Regions from separate parts of the Zea mays genome. Here regions 2, 3 and 4 are each linked to region 1. A link is a contact called in public Hi-C data. All regions are on one chromosome and are shown on one strand. Each heading gives the region's core, a stretch centred on a gene start, on an enhancer-like site or on the middle of the called end of the contact. The rest is flanking DNA. Distances are from core to core; before and after follow the strand shown. Region 1 holds the start of LOC100191389 (Aminotransferase-like plant mobile domain family protein). Region 2 holds the start of LOC100281443 (GTP binding protein). Region 3 holds the start of LOC103637903 (putative transcription elongation factor SPT5 homolog 1). Region 4 has its middle 65 kb from the start of LOC103637903.

Region 1 (2,700 bases), core at 42-2,541:
CGTCAGCCACGAACCACTGCAGGGATAAGAACAACAAGTGGCATGGAGCGCTACTTCACGCAACCAGAAGAAGGGGGTCCGGGCAACAGATGAAAGACTTCTTCTCTCTCTCTGAAGAAGGAACAATGTAAGCTCTGACCCTTGGGATATAAAAGGGAAGGATCCTCTTCCTCTCATAAGGATAGGCACACAAGCACACTTGTCGTAACACGTTCAAAGCAATACTATGATCAACACTACACTGGAGTAGGGTGTGAATCCGAACCAGTATAAACCCCATGTCCCAAATTCTTCATTTGAGTCCCAGCGATTTACCATTCGGAGTGAGTCCACGCTAGCACCCCTCGCGAACACAAATCTTACTGCACCCTGTTTTCCGGAACCACGACAAGAACAATATTCTTGGCTGAACGGTTGTTGTTCCATCTATAGTACACAATTTGTACATTCACTTGAAATTGTCACAAAGAGAAATTTGTTTATAGTTCAGAAGAAAAGTGTTATAGCTTTATGAGATAAAAATTCTAAGTTCTTGCAATTGCTCTAGGTTTAAAGTGAAAATGGTTTCTAGTTTTAGAATTATTCAACCTTAATAAAAATAAATAAAATTGTTCCATTTACTTATTTACAACACAAATTAGGTAAATATTATTATTGTTCTCTTAGGGGGTGTTTGGATCCATTTATTTTGGAAGAATTAGAATTTACTTAATAAAGTAACCTATTTAGCTTGGAGTTTAACATTCCAACACTTTTCAAAGTTTAAATATAAGTTTATCTCAAATTCATGGGGTGGAGGATGAAAAATGATTTTATGCATCAATAGAATTTGTTTCTACCCTATAATTGATAGGACAATCTTCGACTCACTCATCTATATTAAAAATGTAGTACATAAATATCTCCGACATCTTGCTAATAATAGTATACAAATATATTTTGTATAAAACTAAATTAGCTTAATGATATATGCCTAAATTACTATTATTAGAATAAAATTCAATTCTTAGAATAAAACGAGACGTTATTTGAAATCAATACCCGACTACCCATGAGAAGTATCCATTGGAGAGAATAAATACGAAATCAATAAGAATAAAATGAGAGAGAAAAACGAAGAATTGTTTTTTAAAATGTGAAAAAAAGGACCCAAGAGAAGGCTCGTGCGGGTACGCTTTCCTGGGCCCAACAACCCCGGACCTGGGCTGTACGTCGCATCACGGATTGACGCTTCACCCCGTGTGCGTTCTGTGCCCCCCCAGGACTGGGTGGGCTGCCGCTGCCGACGCAACCTACGCCGCAGCCCTAGCCAGAGCCGAGGCCTTCATCGGTATCTTCTCCGGCGACGAGCACCCACAGGTATTTCCACCCCTTTCTCTTCCCTTCTGTGCGAAACCGAGCACCCAAACCCTAACTTAAATCAATTTGGCTATTTGATGCATACTAGCTTCGAACATTTTGCAAAAATTATCGGCTGTTCATGTGTTCATCGATGTCCCTTTACTGGGTCTACCCCTGGTGCTAGTAGTTCCAGTAGCAGCTGCTAGCCGCTTCTGTTTACAGTATTTGTTTCGATGAACACGTGAAAGATAATTTGAGAAGTAACCCTGTGGATGAACACTCGAACAATTGCTAAGCGACAGTTCCTTCACAAGCTAAGGTTAGTGATAATAATCAGCCTTCCAGACAATGGATCATGATCGTAAAATCAAATTGTAATTTCATTGAATATTTTGTTATTCCCATTATGTCACGCATGCCCAAGCAATTTCAATCAATATCGATAATGTGACTTCTTTTATTTTGACTGAGCATTTTTTTTCTGGCTTGGGAAATCGGAACAAGTTGAAAGATTTTGGCTCCACCACTGGCACCTGCATCATGGAGACGTGTCTGCAATGGTTCTATGTTTTATTGGATTGATGTTTGGATTTGTAGCACCTGAGTTCATTAGGTCTTTTCTTGAATTCAGCATTTCAGTGTCTAATATATTATCTTGAATAATATTATGAACTTCAACTTCTGTTTTCTTGGGTGTTCTATTCTTTTATTTTGGGTATCCTATTTTGGCAGCATCCTGCTGCCTTGTTTTTTAGTGTGGGTCTGGGATTTACGTTAGGGTGGTACTTTCAGAACATTCGTTTTTGAGTGTGGGTCTGGGGTTCATGTTGGGGTGGTACTTTGAGAACATTCCTTTTGCCTGTGGAATTTCTACTGCTCACTGAGTAAAGGTGAAAGCACAACTGAGCTCATAAGGGCTCATGAGATGGTGAAAGAAGCAGACCACGTGACAATTTAACAGAGTGCTGGACTGAGCTATTGGTATCAGATACATGTGCTATTTAGCAAGGGGAAGAAAACTAATGATAGGTGGGTAAACTCAGCCTTAGAAAATCTGTTGCCCTATCCTTTGCTTACCTATTCTTTACAGGCAGCGACCTATCTCGTGTTTCTTAAACCCAGCTACCTTGGCAAATAGTTCTATTCCAGGACATTTGACCAAGCCTATTACTTATTTTACCTAGTAACTGACCGGTGCTTTTGTGAAAAACACGTATCAACTATCTCGTGCTTGGCTATTTCTGGCACCTTGCCCTGGCTAGACATGTGAATCCCCTCACCACCAATCTAACTACAAGGTCTTTTTTCGAATGGCCCCGTATAAATAGATTTCAGAAGGAATTGACTGCCATTTGCTTG
Region 2 (2,700 bases), core at 131-2,630, 290 kb before region 1:
CGCATCCGTCATTGGTGGAGGATTCGGGGAAGGAGATACCCAACGCTTAAAACGCTCATGACTAGTCCTTCCACACAACCAATTAGCGAAAAGAAGGTATCGAGAGTCAAATTTATCAGGACCGTCAATCCACTGGAAAAAGAAACACCTCAGGTGCTCCTAAAATAATGGAACGAAGCATTATTGCACATCTAGTAAACAAAAAATCGGACAATATTAAGTCACAAGTCATAAGCTACGTACGTTAAAACCGCCAAAAAGGTAGAAGCAGCGAGCAGCCGTGTCTGGATGTTTCGATTAACATACCCAAGCCAGTCTGCCACAGTCATAGTTAGGCACAGGAAGTTCAGGAGGAACAGGAGCATCCTTACTAGATACGTCCGGATATAACTCCCGAGGACGACCTCTCTTCTGCCACAACGCCTCCCGGTACATGTCTTTCATCTAAGAAACTATTATAATTAACACTTGTACCTAATAGACTTTATAATCGGTTTACACAAACTATCAAATCAAATGTACTCATCATATTAACGATACTCTATATTTTATAAGCAACATTGGAAACTAATAATCGAAAAATTACAACCCAATATACAAAATGAATCAGTGAGACACCATACCTTGGTCTACGAAGTGTTGCAACTCGAAACTTTGAATACAACAACTTTTGACGAAGTTTTGAATTGAGGGGAGATGTGGTCTACTCGGCCAGCAGCGCGGCCGTTTTATAGGCCTCCGTAGCTCGGCGCCAAGATCTGTGGCGCCGAGCTACGGCGCCGCGTCGACGCCACGTCAGCCCTAGCCGCAGGAGCCGTTAGTGCCACGTCACAGCTCGGCGCCATAGGCTATGGCGCCGAGCTGTGTTACCTCGGCGCCATAGCCTATGGCGCCGAGTATCAGGTCCAAAAATGCATTTAAGTTTTCTGGGGGTCTATTTGTAAATTTTTGTCAAAAAAGGGTTAAAAACAAAAAATTCGGCTGGAGCTACTGGTATCCGAGACACTGTGACTGTAATTCTCCAGGTGCTACATTGTTCTTATGAACAACAAAAGGATTTCTTAACCACGAAGAGTTGTTTTCCTTGTCACTTCCAACTTCAAAGCCGCCTCTTGTGCCAAACTAATTCTCCCATCCTCTTTCTGCGATCTTACAGGATACTAAAGAATCACAGCATCGGTACAGGAATTTGAACCGATTTTACACTTCCTCGTCTCATCAACCATCTTGAAAGCAGTGGCGGAGGCCCGGCCCGGCCCAGCCAGCCCAGCCACGTGCCCAGAATTTGGCCTGCTGTGGCCCAGCAAGAATCGGCTGCCAACCCAACCCGCTGCGCTAAGCCGCTAGTTGGCTAACTCGCCCTCACCGCGTCACGCCGTCACTCCCGCCCACACCGCCGCGCCCCCAGCGCCTGCCCGCGCCAGCCAGGTGCGCCCTCGCCTCAGCCCGCGTCGGCAAGGCGCACTCCCGCCCCTGCCCGCTCCGGCCAGGTGCGCCCTCGCCTCAGCCCGCGCCGGCAAGGCGCACCCCCGCCTCAGCCCGCGCATGGCAGAAATGTATTTCTGACTCCTTTCAGTTTACTTCCCTGACCACCTTGCTTCTACCGAAGAGTTTCCACGTCACTGCAAAATCACTTGTCCCTCAAACCCTCCTATCAGAACCACGATTCGATGCATCGCCTTGCCCGCCCAGTCTACACCCTGCTCAACTCCTCCATGAGGAGTGGTCCCTGCGGGCTCGCCACGGACGCACAAGGGCTGTTCAACGGAATGCCTCCACCGAAACTGCCAAGCCACGCGCTGTTTGGCCATGCCTGCCAGGTGCTCGGCCGAACACACGTTTCACAGTTTTGTACCGTGGCTCGGCAGTCCACGGATGAGCGCGCTAGTGCAGAGCCACTGCGATTCACAGTCACACCGGGTGACGCCTTTGGGGATGGCCCGCCTGTGGGCATGTCAGAGGCTGCTAAGATGGTGTGTCGTATTGTATCCACGCAGCCAGAACCAAAGATCGCGTCGACACTTGATGCGCTTGGGGTGGCCGTGTCCCCAGAGCTGGTAGCTGAAGTGCTCAAGAACTTGAGCAATGCTGGGATGTTAGCACTTGCCTTCTTCCGCTGGGCAGAGAGGCAGGAGGGCTTCAGTTACACGGCTGAGGGCTTCCACAACCTGATTGAGGCGCTGGGAAAGATCAAGCAGTTCAGGCTGGTGTGGAGCTTGGTGGAGACCATGCGGTGCCGGGGCTTGCTATCTAAGGACACATTCAAGCTCATAGTCCGAAGGTACGCTCGGGCTAGAAAGGTCAAAGAGGCTGTTGAGACATTCGAGAAGATGAGCATTTTTGGGCTTAAAACTGAGTTATCAGATTACAACTGGCTGATTGACACGCTAAGCAAATCCAAACAAGTGAAGAAGGCGCAAGCCATCTATAAGGAGATGAAGAGGAAGGGTAAGTTTGTACCTGATTTGAAAACCTACACTGTCCTCATGGAAGGTTGGGGCCATGAGAAAGATCTGTTGATGGTGAAAACAATGTACCAAGAAATGATTGATGCTGGCATCAGGCCTGATGTTGTTGCCTACGGGATGCTGATTAGCGCCTTCTGCAAGTCTGGCAAATGTGATGAGGCCATCAAGGTGTTCTACGAGATGGAAGCAAGTGGTTGCATGCCAAGTCCTCATGTCTACTGCATGCTTATCA
Region 3 (2,700 bases), core at 18-2,517, 340 kb after region 1:
CCAAGTTTTCTGAGTATCACATTCAATACAAGAGCTCTAGCATTCACTACAAGACACAATACAAGAGATCAAATCCTCTCTAAGTTCCAAATTCACTCCAAACACTTAGTGGCTTGTGAGAGAGATTTTTGTGTTCATTTGAGTTCTTGTCGTTTGGATTGACTTTCTTTTTTTCTCATTCTTATTCTCAAGTGCTTTGTAAGCGAGGCAAGAGACACCAAGTGTGGGTGGTCATTGCGGGGGTCTTAGTGACCCGTGAGATTAAGGAAGAAGGCTCACTCGGTCTAAGTGACCGTTTGAGAGATGTAAAGGGTTGGAATAGATTCGGTCTTTGTGACCTTCTCAACGGGGACTAGGTTCTTTGGAACCGAACCTCGGTAAAACAAATCACCGTGTTCACTCACCTTATTTCTTGGTTGATTTGTTTTCCCTCTCTTTGCGACTTGAGTTTAACTCTAACCATAACCCCGACCTTAGTGCGTGTTTAAGTTTATAAATTTTATGTTTCGTCTATTCACCCTCCTCTAGGTGACTTTCAGGTAGCACTGGCTTTTTGAGGCTTGGTTCAAATGGAATTAATCTGGTCTATCTTATGTTGAATCAAGTAATTTAAGCCTAGTGCACATATACGACTCAATATCGTGACAATACTAGTGAAGCCCAAATGTTCTACATATGCAAGTGCAAATACCGAGTTGTGAATGATTGAATATATATTTGGTGGCTTGAAAATATTTGAAGTTGAAAGCTTGCTATTGGGTGATTATGAGCCATATACAAATACAAGGTATATTATTTGTTTGATCAATTTATTTAGTTGTTTGAATTGGATATATACACTTGTTTGCTCGCATAAGATGAGAATTGATTGAATGTTTAGTAATCAAAATTGGATTGATTTGTGTCGGATAAGTTTATAAGACTTGTTTTTGGTAAGTGTATTGTAAGTTCGATTCACAATGTGTTGAAACATGTCCATTTGACAAAATTTAAGTGAGATGTGATTATAGACATGTTTGAGTGATAAAATCATATCGGATTGGTTTGAAATTTAGAGCCTGTTTGGTAGGCTGACTCGGGATCCACACCGCGCCACACTCCAGCCGCCGCGGGTGTGCGGCGTGCTGTGGCGTCGCAGTCGCCTATCAAACAGGCCTTTAGTGTTGTGATATTAAATTATGTGCAGATAATGACACCTGTTGTGATATTATTTCTTGACGCTGCTTTACCATGAGTCCAGGACGGCGACGAGCTCTCTCCGCAACGGCGTTCAAAACATGAGCAGTCTTTGCAAGAAAAACACCCTGCCAGGGCCGGCTCAATTCATGTCCCGAAACCAGCCCACTCTGGCCGCGAATCTCAGCGCTCCGGACAGGAATCCAACGGCCTTGGTCGACGGCAGCCTTACGCGCGGCTTCGCGGAGTTGCGAGGCGGCTCGGCTCTACACCCTCGCGCTCGCCGCTCTCGGTCTCGCCTCTTCTTCGCTCACACGATTCGCCGCGAGGAGTTTCCCCTTCCGCTGCGTGCATCCCGCGAGAGCTCGAAAACCTAGCCGCAAAATCGATGGCTCGGCGCGGCCACGACGACGACGACGACGAGGTCGATGAGGAGGAAGAGGAGGATGCCTATGACCTGGACGACGACGAGGATGAGGATGAGGAGGACGACTACGAGGAGGAGACGAGGCGCGGGAAGGCCTCCCGCGGCGGCGGCGGCGCCAAGAGCGGCGGCGGGCGGAAGCGGTCGCGGGAAGACAACTTTATCGACGACTCGGCCATCGAGGACGAGGACGATGAGGATGACGACGGCGGTGGCCGACCGAGGAAGAAGGGTGGCGGCGGGGTGCGAGGATTCTTCGACGAGGAGGCCCAGGTCGACGAGGATGAGGAAGAAGAGGACGAAGGAGAGGGCGAGGACGGTGAGTGGTCGCCCTATTTTATTGCGTCATGATGCTTCGTTTAGCACTTAGGTGGTGTTTCTGCGGCTTTGTTGAGATCTGACCTAATTTGGTCGATTTCCAGAACTGGATTTGGGGATATAGTGAGAAACTAGCAATTTCTATAAACACTTTATGCGCTGGATGGATCCACCTCATTTGTTTTGTTTCCATGACTAGGTAGTAGCTGCAGGTTGGCAAGAAATTTAGTTCCATAGCAGTTGTGCAGCTAAAGCAGCTGATTTTGATGTTCGCCTCTGCTTCAGACTTTAAAATGGAGTGTAGTCATGTTTAGATATATTCATATATTGATAGAGGTGCACCCTTGGCGATGGTGATTAGTAAGAGTATTTTTTTCTAGATAAAAAAGTTAGCTGAAGTGCCCTCCGAATATGTTTCGTGTGCAAATCCTGTCTTAATTATCTGTTCAGTTGATAATTTGCTTTGTTGTTCAACCTCAAGTTTATATTAGGTAACCTTTATATAAGCTTATAGCAATGGTGGCCAGACCTAAGTTTTTTTTGGGTATAAGGAACCAGACCTAGTTGGATGGTATTGTGGCAAACTTGATGCAATGGCCTGAACTTGCACTGCAGTTGGAGACTTGTATTTGTTCTGCCAGATCATTTCAAGCCTTCAAAGTTGCCCATGAGAACAAACCTATGGGTCCGCTGTTTTTGAAAACTACTTGAAAGGACTGGAAACAGTCAGTTCTCGACGCCATATTAACACTGTACTAAACACTGCATACAGTTGATTGAAC
Region 4 (2,700 bases), core at 33-2,532, 280 kb after region 1:
CTATCCAGACTGGGGGGCATCTCCATGCTATTCCTTTTGATCCATTGACCAAATGGTCATGGCCGAGAAGGATACAATCTGAAACAGCCTTTATACATTGGTGCTTTATTGAATGATCTCCATGTTGAAAAGCCGATGACTTACATCAGGTTTAGTTCATATGCTTTTGGTTCATCAACCTTCACCAAAAGGCAGGGGTCATATGTTTAATGCTAAAAAGAGCAGTGCAGACGGTCTGCCCCCGAGGCCGGACGGTCCGCGGTCCGGACAGTCCGCGGTGGTGGCGCGGACAGTCTGCGCGTGCGCAGAGTCAGTTAGGGTTCCTAGTTTCCTGCGGGATTTGTTACCTAAAACCGCGGGGTTAACTCGGAAATCAGTTTGAAGCGGATCCAGACATCCCCCTTTATATAGATGAAGGGCTACGGCCGATTGAACCCCCATCAATCGAATAAATACTACTTCTATTTCGCATTTATTTTCAGTACAATTAGGAGTAGTTCTAGTCTAGTTCTAGTTTAGCCCCTCGATCCTCAAACTCTCCGCTTCTCTTCGACTCTACGTCGATTAGAGGAGTCTAGGTCGGCCGGCCCGAGCCTAGACAACTCCTAGGATCTCTCCTCCCCGACGGGGTCCCTCCCGGGAGCGAGATCCAGGCGCCGTCGGCGATCTTCCGCCGCCCCTGCGTACGTGCGGACCGTCCGGCCCCAGGGCGCGGACCGTCCGGCCGTCAGGCAGGAGCCCTAGCCTTGCACTAGGCCGCGGACCATCCGGCCCCTGTGCGCGGACCGTCCACTCTTGTGCAGAGAGCACCGCCACGCCTCGCACCAGGCCGTGGACCGTCCGCCTCTGTGCAGAGGGCACCGACACGGTTCTTGTTGAGTGTTTGGCGCTCCGAAAAGACATCAACACTTACTAAATTAAACAAATTAAATAATATGAACTTCGTTGTGCCGTACCGTTCCAAACCCGGTACATGCGGGTGCTCAATGGGCCAAAATTTAAGGTTCAGTCTAAGTTCGTCTTCAGATCATACTAACACGATCCATATTATTTTGTGGTGAGCATGTTTTTAAGCTCATGTTTTTAGACCGTGCATATGCATGTGGATGTGGTGGCAAAAAGACTGGTCCATATTTCCACCACTCACTCTCGCTCCTAGTACTGCGCGTCTACGCTACGCCTACGCTTGGGGGATGGGGGTCGTCTCACAAGGACGAGCGGTCCACGGCACCACGTACTACCGGCCGGCAGGCATCAGGCTAAAAAAATGCATGAATCGCGCAGTCTTGCCGCCTGGCGTGGCGTGGGCGGGCGGCCGAGCGTTCCAAAGCACGCATGCGCCGTGCGGGGAACCGGACCCCGAAGAAGAACGAAGAATTTGCTGGGCCAGGAGTGCGCGCGCATGGACGCTGTCCTTGTCCTTTTTGTCCACGTTCCCTGCTCCTCTATGCAGATGCCGGCAGTCATTTGATGGGCCATGCACGGGTCAATTCGTATTCGCTCTGGCTCACTTCAGAATTTTTGAAGCGGCGCGGGTGTACGTAGTGCGGTGGGCCGAGTCAAGCAGCTGTTGCAGAGCACGGCTGGGCCACCACCGCTCACTCGTTCCTGAGCGTGGTGTACTGCTTGCTATGGATAAAGACGGTCGGTGGTAGACGCCAGAGCCGTTTCCGTTTTCATTTTTTTTTTACCAAAAACAAAATCAACGATATTGACAATATGATAAGTTCACAGTATAATAAATTCACACATATTTTATGAGTCCACGATTTATAAGTTCGCGAGTCCACAATTCCCAAGCTCGAAAGGTCACGAAGCATTACACAACAAATATAATAAGAAACATCCATAACATCCATGCTGCATTATCGTCATCTAGGTCATCACCAGCGAGCCCACAACGATGCCTCGGATCCATCATCATTATCACCATCATCTATGTCTCCATCCTACATTTTGTTGGAGAAATATAGGGTTAAACCACAACTATTGTTTAGCTAATGTTTCGTGCGCAAATTATACTATAAAATAAAGGTAAGCTGGCCTTAAGTGAAAGATCTCTAGCAAGACCATATTAGGACCAGATCACGGTTTCTACGTGCACATAAAAATTGCAACGTTAACCAAATAGTGCCACTAGCATGAGTGAATGGGCATTGCAGATCACAATTCACATATAGTACCTTGCACAAGAGCAGCCGGTTTTTCAAGGAATTCAAGAGCTATTTTTTTTAATAAGGAGATATGGCAAAGAGTGAGCCTTTGCTGAGTGCCGCTCGATGGGCACTCGACACAGGATCTGACGCCGTCACTTGGCGCTGTGACGACGACATTTCTTTGACGAGTATCGAGTGGCATTCGACAATGTCTTGACCGAGTGCCTGATAAAAAGTATTCGGCAAAGAAAACATTGTCGATGTACAGTTCATCGAGTCTTCTTTGCCGAGTATTTTTCAAGCTTTGCATAGTGCTTAAGACACTCGGCAAAGGAGCTATTTCCGGTAGTGTGTAGAAGCTTCCTATGTGCGTAGTTGACTAGTTGCGCAAGTTTGTGTGATATTGCTAACTAGAATTATTTAGGTAATCTCATACTAGCTTGATAGCTTAAACATAATTTGTTTAGGATATTTTGTAACATGCTTACAACATAGATAGATGAGTGTAGTCTTGTCCACATTATTTAGTTCAATTTCGTATTTT

What was found. Hi-C and Micro-C count contacts between places; a contact is called where the count stands out from the background.
Region 2: a Hi-C map of tassel shows a contact between it and region 1, with 2.5 times the contacts expected there. The contact joins the promoter of LOC100281443 here to the promoter of LOC100191389 in region 1. A contact is called at or near these places in 2 of 25 Hi-C or Micro-C datasets (ear and tassel).
Region 3: a Hi-C map of leaf shows a contact between it and region 1, with 3 times the contacts expected there. The contact joins the promoter of LOC103637903 here to the promoter of LOC100191389 in region 1. A contact is called at or near these places in 11 of 25 Hi-C or Micro-C datasets (ear, endosperm, leaf and 2 more).
Region 4: a Hi-C map of leaf shows a contact between it and region 1, with 5 times the contacts expected there. The contact joins the enhancer-like site here to the promoter of LOC100191389 in region 1. A contact is called at or near these places in 3 of 25 Hi-C or Micro-C datasets (leaf and tassel).

The regions. Positions count from the first base shown.
Region 1 is chr9:9,950,211-9,952,910 of Zm-B73-REFERENCE-NAM-5.0, forward strand. LOC100191389 (Aminotransferase-like plant mobile domain family protein) reads left to right here and starts at 1,292. Exons shown (of 4, transcript NM_001136823.2): 1 at 1,292-1,359.
Region 2 is chr9:9,661,022-9,663,721 of Zm-B73-REFERENCE-NAM-5.0, forward strand. LOC100281443 (GTP binding protein) reads left to right here and starts at 1,381. Exons shown (of 1, transcript NM_001154361.2): 1 at 1,381-2,700. The coding sequence starts at 1,671.
Region 3 is chr9:10,290,484-10,293,183 of Zm-B73-REFERENCE-NAM-5.0, forward strand. It overlaps LOC103637903 (putative transcription elongation factor SPT5 homolog 1), which reads left to right and starts at 1,268. Exons shown (of 22, transcript XM_008660913.3): 1 at 1,268-1,919. The coding sequence starts at 1,565.
Region 4 is chr9:10,225,464-10,228,163 of Zm-B73-REFERENCE-NAM-5.0, forward strand. No RefSeq gene overlaps it. Among protein-coding and RNA genes, the nearest start is that of LOC103637903, 65 kb to the right of the region's middle. Within about 2 kb of position 1,283, at least 17 of the 20 cell types and tissues checked have an H3K27ac peak or open chromatin away from gene starts, as enhancers often do. A contact at or near this core is called in leaf and tassel, where this site is marked.